Linked DNA regions of Capsicum annuum: region 1 is linked to region 2. A link is a contact called in public Hi-C data. All regions are on one chromosome and are shown on one strand. The core of a region is the stretch at or near the end of the contact, and the rest is flanking DNA. Distances in the headings are between cores, read along the strand shown.

The links. Hi-C and Micro-C count contacts between places; a contact is called where the count stands out from the background.
Region 1: a Hi-C map of leaf shows a contact between it and region 2, with 2.3 times the contacts expected there. The contact joins two enhancer-like sites. A contact is called at or near these places in 2 of 5 Hi-C or Micro-C datasets (leaf and pericarp).

The regions. Positions count from the first base shown.
Region 1 is chr6:6,049,094-6,053,215 of UCD10Xv1.1, forward strand. LOC107873585 (probable protein phosphatase 2C 26) reads right to left here. Exons shown (of 11, transcript XM_016720489.2): 11 at 4,047-4,122. Among protein-coding and RNA genes, the nearest start is that of LOC107873585, 9.4 kb to the right of the region's middle. Within about 2 kb of position 2,563, at least 1 of the 5 cell types and tissues checked has an H3K27ac peak or open chromatin away from gene starts, as enhancers often do. A contact at or near this core is called in leaf, where this site is marked.
Region 2 is chr6:5,973,608-5,977,438 of UCD10Xv1.1, forward strand. It overlaps LOC107873586 (transcription initiation factor TFIID subunit 15b), which reads right to left. Exons shown (of 7, transcript XR_001675440.2): 6 at 3,168-3,372; 7 at 2,123-3,067. Among protein-coding and RNA genes, the nearest start is that of LOC107873586, 7.6 kb to the right of the region's middle. Within about 2 kb of position 2,129, at least 3 of the 5 cell types and tissues checked have an H3K27ac peak or open chromatin away from gene starts, as enhancers often do. A contact at or near this core is called in leaf, where this site is marked.

The DNA.
Region 1 (4,122 bases), core at 1,313-3,812, 76 kb after region 2:
CTGGGAGGTAATAAAGGTGTGTCGTATCAACTTTGATCATAATTTGGAGGGGATACTGAATGCTTATCTGTGTATGAAATAAAGTATTTTTAATATACTGAATTTGTTAATTCAGAAAGATCACCAAGGGGCATATATGGTGAATGAGATGGGTGATTCTTTCGCTAAAGGTCTCAGTAAGGTCTCAGTAACTTTGATGGAGAATTTTTTGGTGGGGAGCCTTTTATCTTCGACGAATTTATTCAATGCTAATAGGAATTTAATATATGTGTCTGTTTGTTTAACTTTATACAAGTTTAAGTGCCGACTTGTGTGTACTCAAAGTTGAAAGACATACATGAAAGTTGAAGCTAAGTTAAAGTGCACATTTATGTATTATGCCATATATATATATGTCCTTAGTGCAAGAAGAAATAAGTAGGATATTCGAGGGTGTTTGAATTGACTTATTATAATTGTTTTTGATGAGTAAAGCTGAGGGAGGAAATACTTTTTATGGTGCTTGGAAAAGATAAAAAAGGCAGTACTACTTAATTGAATATAAAGTAATTAATTAATCACAGATTCCCTGAAAAATATAAATATTATTTATGTTTTACACTATTCTAAATTCCATTTCTGAGGATGTAATTGCAAATATCACAACGATAATATACATAGTGTAGTCCTACAAAGTGGGATCTAGAGAACGTAGAGTGAACTCAAGCCTTACTTAGAGGTAGAGAGTTTTTTTTCGATAACCTTCGGTTCAAGAAAAAAATCTCACAATAACCCTAAAAGAGAAATAATGGCAGTACAAGTAACAACAAATCAGCATATAATTGCTGCATTTTTGGTAGAGGCACCTAAGAAAAATCTTTGGCATGTCCCTAGAGGTTATTTGGTTCAATTCTAATTTTAGCGGAGGAAAAATACTATGTGATTTTTTTCTATTTGTCCCTTTTTTCTCTAAACAAAGTAATTTGATACTTCTGTCGACGAAAAGTATCAGGTATCCCATAAAATTAGCTGAGACATGTGTTGTTAACTTGTTATCGACTGTGGAAACAAAAAGTGAACTGGAAAACCTAGACAGTAATGTTTAAACAGAAATACTTTTGAGACAATAGAACTCATTGTGTTTCCTTAGGAAATTTAATTCCCTCACAGTATCCTAGTTATTAGATTAATTATTTCTTCCCAGAATAGAACAGAATTGACCGTGCCCTTGAGAAATTTAATCCCCTCACAATACTCCAGGTAAAATATTATAGTAAAACAACATAACAATGTAATCTCGCAAAGTAAAGTCTAGAGAGGATAAATGTACGTAGACCTTGCCTACCTTGAAGGTAGAGAGGCAATAAATGTATAGTAACATAATGAAATTTCATTCCTCACAAATATATACTTCCTCCGTTTAAAAAAGAATGACCTAGTTTGACTTGACACGGAATTTAAGAAAATAAAGAAGACTTTTGAATTTCGTGGTCCTAAATTAAAGTTAAATCAAATATACCAAAATGTCCTCTAATCTTGTGGTCTTAAACATGTCATGTGGAAAGTTGAAATTAAAGTATTGACAAAAAAGAAAAGAGTTCATTATCAAAAAGAAAAGTAGGTTATTTATTTTTAAACGGAGGGAGTACTATCATATCATCCAAAAGATATCACTCTCGTTGTTGAAAATGCTTCAATACGCATATAATAAACATACACAGATTGAAAAAGAAAAAAACTGTGATATAATTTGGGATGAGAAGTAAAACTTTAGAGAATCCACTACTGAAAAAAAAGTTATTGCGACCACCAAAAGTGACCCCAGATGGTGGTCGCGAAAAAAGCATCACTTGTGATCGTTCTTTTTTTTTTTTCATTTTTTTAAAAATAATTAATGAAAAAAAAATTAATGAAAAACCGACCACATGAAGTAGTAAAGTCTTAGACCCTAGACCCAAATTTATTGACAAGTTGAGTTGCGACAATAGGTCGCCTTCCATTAAACAAAATTCTGCATAAGCAATTGGTAGTCTGACAGAGGTGACCAAAAACAAACTAAACAAGATCATCCATCTTGTGTTAGTTACACATCAATTGATTTAACTAGAGCTGATTAGGTCCAAATGAATTGTTTCAGTTGTGCTGCATCCAGCAATGCTTAAATTATGAGTATGCTTTTCAAATTTTACGTGCACTTTGTATCTCATGCAGATTGAGAATTATAAAAGCACTTTGTTAAAACTTTGTTAAAAGACTTTGGAGAAAAGTATCTCCAAAATTTTATCCAGAAATAATATAGCAGTTTACTTTATTTGATGCATGTAGGAAGCCTTAGAGTAACTGATAAAGTTGTTGTCATGTGACCAGGACCAGGAGGTCACGGGTTTAAGCCTTGGAAACAATCTTTGACAGAAATGTAAAGTAAGACTGCATATAATACACCCTTGAGTTTTATACTCGCTTTTATATAGGGGATTAGTCATCTCCTTTTGTAGATGTTAGTCGATTGGACGAACGACGTTAAATTATTGCGTCTCTTTTGGTGTATTTCTCGTTTGTCTTCTTATTTGGAGTCTTTCGAGGTTTGCTTTGCTAGCGTCCGCATGACACCCACTGGCAGACTTATAATTTAGGAGTCGTGGGTGGTCGTGAGGTTCAAATACATATATTGACACCCAAAGCTTTAAGGTTCCGCATGGAAATCAAAGCAACCAACTATCTTCTTGGTTTCACGTGCACTTTCTTCCATGTTCTACCAATTTTTATACATTTCTTATATAATTATATCTATTCTGCACCAGGTTTAACCGATGCCGGAGCACCACAATTTTCAACCTAGGTCCACCCCTGATATCCATCTACAAGATGTCAGTGTTTGGAGCAACATCTGTTCTTTGAGGCCTGTCTTTTCCCAACATATTGGTTTCAAACAAGGTAATGGTAGGAAGATCTCTTTTGGCAAAGACAAATGGTTGGGACATCCATCTCCCAAAGAACTATTCCCCACTGTACACGACCTAGTTCATAACAGCGAACGCACAGTCGCACAATACAGGGATGGTAACAATATTGGAACACAGTTTTCGAAAGGGATATCAATAATTGGGAGCTTGGTAAAATTGCAGATTTCTATAGTACACTAGTGAAGACCTATTGATAAAGGAACACAGCAAGAGCATATTTACAGTAAAGATATATTATAGTTTGGTCACGAGGGAGTCATATCAGCAACATTTTGGTTTCTGTAAACAAGTTTGGAACTCTAAAGCACCAACGAAACTGCAATGCTTTTATGATTGGCACATGCTAATCTACAACAGGTGCTTTATCTGCAAAGAAGGAGAAGAGTATGTTTACCATTTACTTCTACATTGTACTATCACTACGCAACTGTGGCAGTTTCTCTTTTAACTTTTTGTGCATCAAAATGGGTAACTGCCAGGTACCACATCAGATTTAAGCTCCTGTTTGGTTTGGACATGCATTTAAGCTCCCGTTTGGCCAAACGCTAGCTTACTGTCATGTTGGAACACAAAAGGTCTTTCACAGCAGATCAAGACTTCATGGAATGGAGTACAAGTCGCCATCTGTTGGTGTGTTTGGAAAGAGAGAAAATCTTGAAGATCAAGTCAGATTGCGGTTTGTGGATATTTTTTTTGGTGTAAAAAGGAATGGATAGATGATATTGAAACACTGTTACAGTTCATTGAATCTTTTGTACAGATAGCCAGGATAGTTGAAGGGGAGCCTTGGAGTAACTGGTACCATGTGACTAGGAGGTCACGGGTTCAAGCCTTGGAAACAACCTTTGACAGAAATGCAAGGTAAGGCGGCGTACAATACACCCTTGTGGTAAGTCCTTTCCCTGGACCCTGCGCATAGCGGGAGCTTTGGTGCACCGGGCTGCCCCCCTTTTTTTAGCCAGGATAGTTCTTTTTCTCTTCTCTTTTGTTCCTTTTTGCTGACCTTTGGATGTAACTGCAGCACCTTCATGGTGCTGAAATTTTAACATCTATAATATTTATCATTTCAAAAGAAAAAATACATGCAGGTGTATAATATCCATATGGTGATTAAGAGCCTTTCAATAGAGACTGCAAGTGTTTAACAAGTTAGCCAGATTTTCATGGTTGTATTTTGTGA
Region 2 (3,831 bases), core at 879-3,378:
TATTTTGCATTAATCTTATACACTCTACCAAACGACCCCTAAGGGAAAACAACATTGTGTAATACTTTTTAATATAAATAACTCAAGTTTGATTTTTTTAAAAAAAATGGTCATATACTATTTTCACTTGCCATTTTTTAATTTGAGTCATTTTGACCCATGTAGTTAAGATATAATCCATATACAATACCCATATAGTTTTTAAAAAATATATCAATTTTTTTTTGCTATTAATTTTTTAACTGAAAAAATATTCTATTTTTTTTGTTATTGTTTAGAAATAATAATTAAATATAATTATATAAAAATGGTATAATTGTTATATAGAATATGTATCTAGATAATATATATGTAAAGAAATTGTATAGTTCTATCAAATATGTATATATATAGTATATAGAAAATGTATAAAATTATATAATTATTGTATAAAATGAATTAAAAAAAAGTACAATAATTGCATAAATTTATGTATCGAAACTGTATAATTTTCATATAAAATATTTACATGTATAAGATATGTATAAAAACTGTATAAAAGGTATATAAAAAGGATATAAAACAAGCCAGCAAATTGAAATGACTAGAAAGTAAAATTTAAATTTCATGATCATTTTTGTAAAAATAATTTAATTTAAAATGTCATTTTTGCTCTTTCCCCTTACATTAATAGATGGGTGCACTGGCGAATAATTGAATAATTAACTTCTCCGATTAGAGGAAGGGATAGTTACATAAATAGTAGTATAGTATAAAGGTATCATTACATTAAATAATAGTACTAGCTTTAACTTTATTATGGATTATAGCCTGCTTTATTTTTTTGGAAAAAAAAAAAAGAACTGATAACTTAGATTATAGCCTACTCTATCCCGACGTGAATCCAGCTTTACCTATGGACGGAATAGTGAGGTTCATCCGAACTTTCTTCGACGAAAAATTATATTATTTATACAAAGTTATAATTATTTTTCATGTATATATAGTAGACGTTTAACCCTCTTCGACTAATTCTTTTATTCACATTTTTTTTATTTTAAACCCCCTTGATTAAGATGTTGGCTCCATCATTGATGTTACTCCGACAAAATCGACATAAACTCGGGTGAATCAGACCCATAAACCACTGGATCGCTGTCGGACCATGGTGGGTCTGATGGTGGTTTGGTGGGGGAGATCCCCCGGAGAAAAAGAGGTGAAATTCTTAAAAATTGTATTAAAATTGTACATAAACAACCCTTATAATACGATTTGAATTCAATTTTATACTACCTTGTTTTGAATTCAACAGCAGTTATTTCACAACAAATATAATAGGCTTCTAGTAATGCAAACCACTTTAAATTGTAATGGAAACTTTAAAACTCATATATAATACTCATAATATATTTGTATTAAAAATATTTTAGTTATGTATATTCATCACGTATACTAAAAATATATATATAACACATAATACATTAAATTTGAAATGTACTACAATTATATTTTACTTTTTTCTCTTATTAATAGCGCTAACTAAAAACGTAATACAACTAAATTTCAGTCAATTAAATGGTATTCAAATTGGTTTATATGCTTCTATAATCCAGCGGTATTAGAAATGTATTATACATGTATTTGACTATATTTGGTAATAAAAGGCGGACGATAATCCGTAAAGTGAAAGATAATAATACCACAATTCGTTAATAAGGCTATATGTTATACATTTATTAAAATTGATCGTAAATGATCCTTTTTGTTTTTTTTAACACAGATCACTAATAATCCCTCTCTGACTTGTGTTTTTTTTTTTAATCATACCCTAACCACCATTAGATTTAAATGATTTCATCTCTCATCCATCTGGTGCACAGGAGGGGGGATATCTCAATTCACTTTGGTTTAAAGATTAAATCAATTTGCACCAAATCCAAAGATTAACTAGATCGTATTAAGTGTTGATCTTGCATCATAGACAACACTACTACAGAATCAAGAAATCGACAAAGGAGTAGATGGACAATAATAAGCATTTAGATTTTTGACCACTCGTCGCAACTTCATAGTGAAAGACTAATGTGGAAATAATGCTACCCTAAAAGTAAAACAAACAGTAAAATTGATTTCCAACAGCATATAGGAGCTCAATGCTAGAGTAGCACTTATTATTTATTACTATTTCATAAAGGTTTGTCAAAGTCGATAATATCACACAACCGTACTACAATGAAAATCACGATAGCAGAAAGTTTGTCTGGACTGCCAGACGTTTCAAGACCCCCCGGAAAAAAATACTTCATCATTGTAATTCTCACTTGCTTTGCCATAGGAAAGGAGAAAAATAGTCTGCTCCTATTTCGTTGACCAATCTCCAAAGATCGAATTGGCCACTAATCATACAACCATCTCAGATAGGCTCCTATAGCTGGGGACATTCAATAGCACAGCTTGGTTCATGTTTCTTCAAAGGCTACCCAGGTCGTTGATTCGCTCAAGACGCTGTGTAGGTGCCCTTGGGAAAATCATACAACTCTTCTCTAGCTAAACGTCTTAATAAGATAGACAAAGCTATAACATCCTATATTTTCTGTACACACCATAAGTTTCCAAGTCAATACCCATGTAACTACGGAAAGCTTGATCAACGAACATTCCATCCCCCATTCTCGAAATTCTTACACTCCACCCTGAACTTCTAAAAGTAGCAAAATTAAACACACTGATTCTTCTCTAGAACACACAGGATTGAGGACCCAGCTCGAGCAAAATCTCAAAAGATATAAGATCCTTTACACTGACTAAAATAGACCGACTCCAGACTAGATGTTCTAACATGGACACTAGCCAGTAACAGTAGTAATGAGAACCTAGCTTGAAACTTTTATGTGCCGCTCCATCTAGATGCACCTAAAATATCAAATTTGGCATCATGTGAAGATGCCCAGTGTGTGCAAGCGCGCACATTTTAAAGCAGTATTAACCAGCTTGAATTAATGGAGCAGTTTAGATATTTCAAAGAAGCAACTCACCTGAACATTTCAAACCTACCTTAGCAGCATTTTGAAGAACCATCCATTTGCATCTATAAAAACATTCACACAGTTCATATTATTTGACCCCTCCAAGTAGTAGCAGACAGCAAGGAGAAAAAGGGTATTGCTCAGAGTAAGTGAACGACCTACCTTTTAGTCTCCAGCTAAGGGAGTATATCATGGAATGGAACTAATTAAAAAAAACCTCCCAACACTTATTTTTAGTACATAGATAGATTGCCCGGCTGAAATTCAGTAGGGACGTGAACGATTTCCACCGTGAAAGTTTCTGTCTGGACCAGAACCATAGTTACCTCTGCGCCTGTCACCGCCATAACCGCCTCGACCACCGCCCCTACAACCAATCAAAGAAGTCAGCATAAATAATCCCCATGACCATTCTACTTAGAGATATTTTACTCTCTAGGTGGACAAACTATTCACTCGAGAGTTCAAAATAAACATTTAATTACCAGCCCTTATCTAGCCATGAACTGAATGCAACCATCAGACTAATGGATTAGGCAGTTTTGTCCACTTTAAGTTAACATTAAGAAATTAATAACAAAAAGTCAAAAGTGATATTTTATTGGAGAGTGGTTCAAGCAACAAGGGAAACCAGGCAAGTGAGAAAATTGAGGTAGGGAATTTCCAGTGGCATGGTGAAATGCGTAGAGATCGGAAAGAACACCAACGACGAAAGCACTCTGCTGGGCCGACACTGACACTGAGAGACGAAAGCTAGGGGAGCGAATAGGATTAGATACCCCAGTAGTCCTAGCCGTAAATGATGGATACTAGGCGCTGTGTGTAT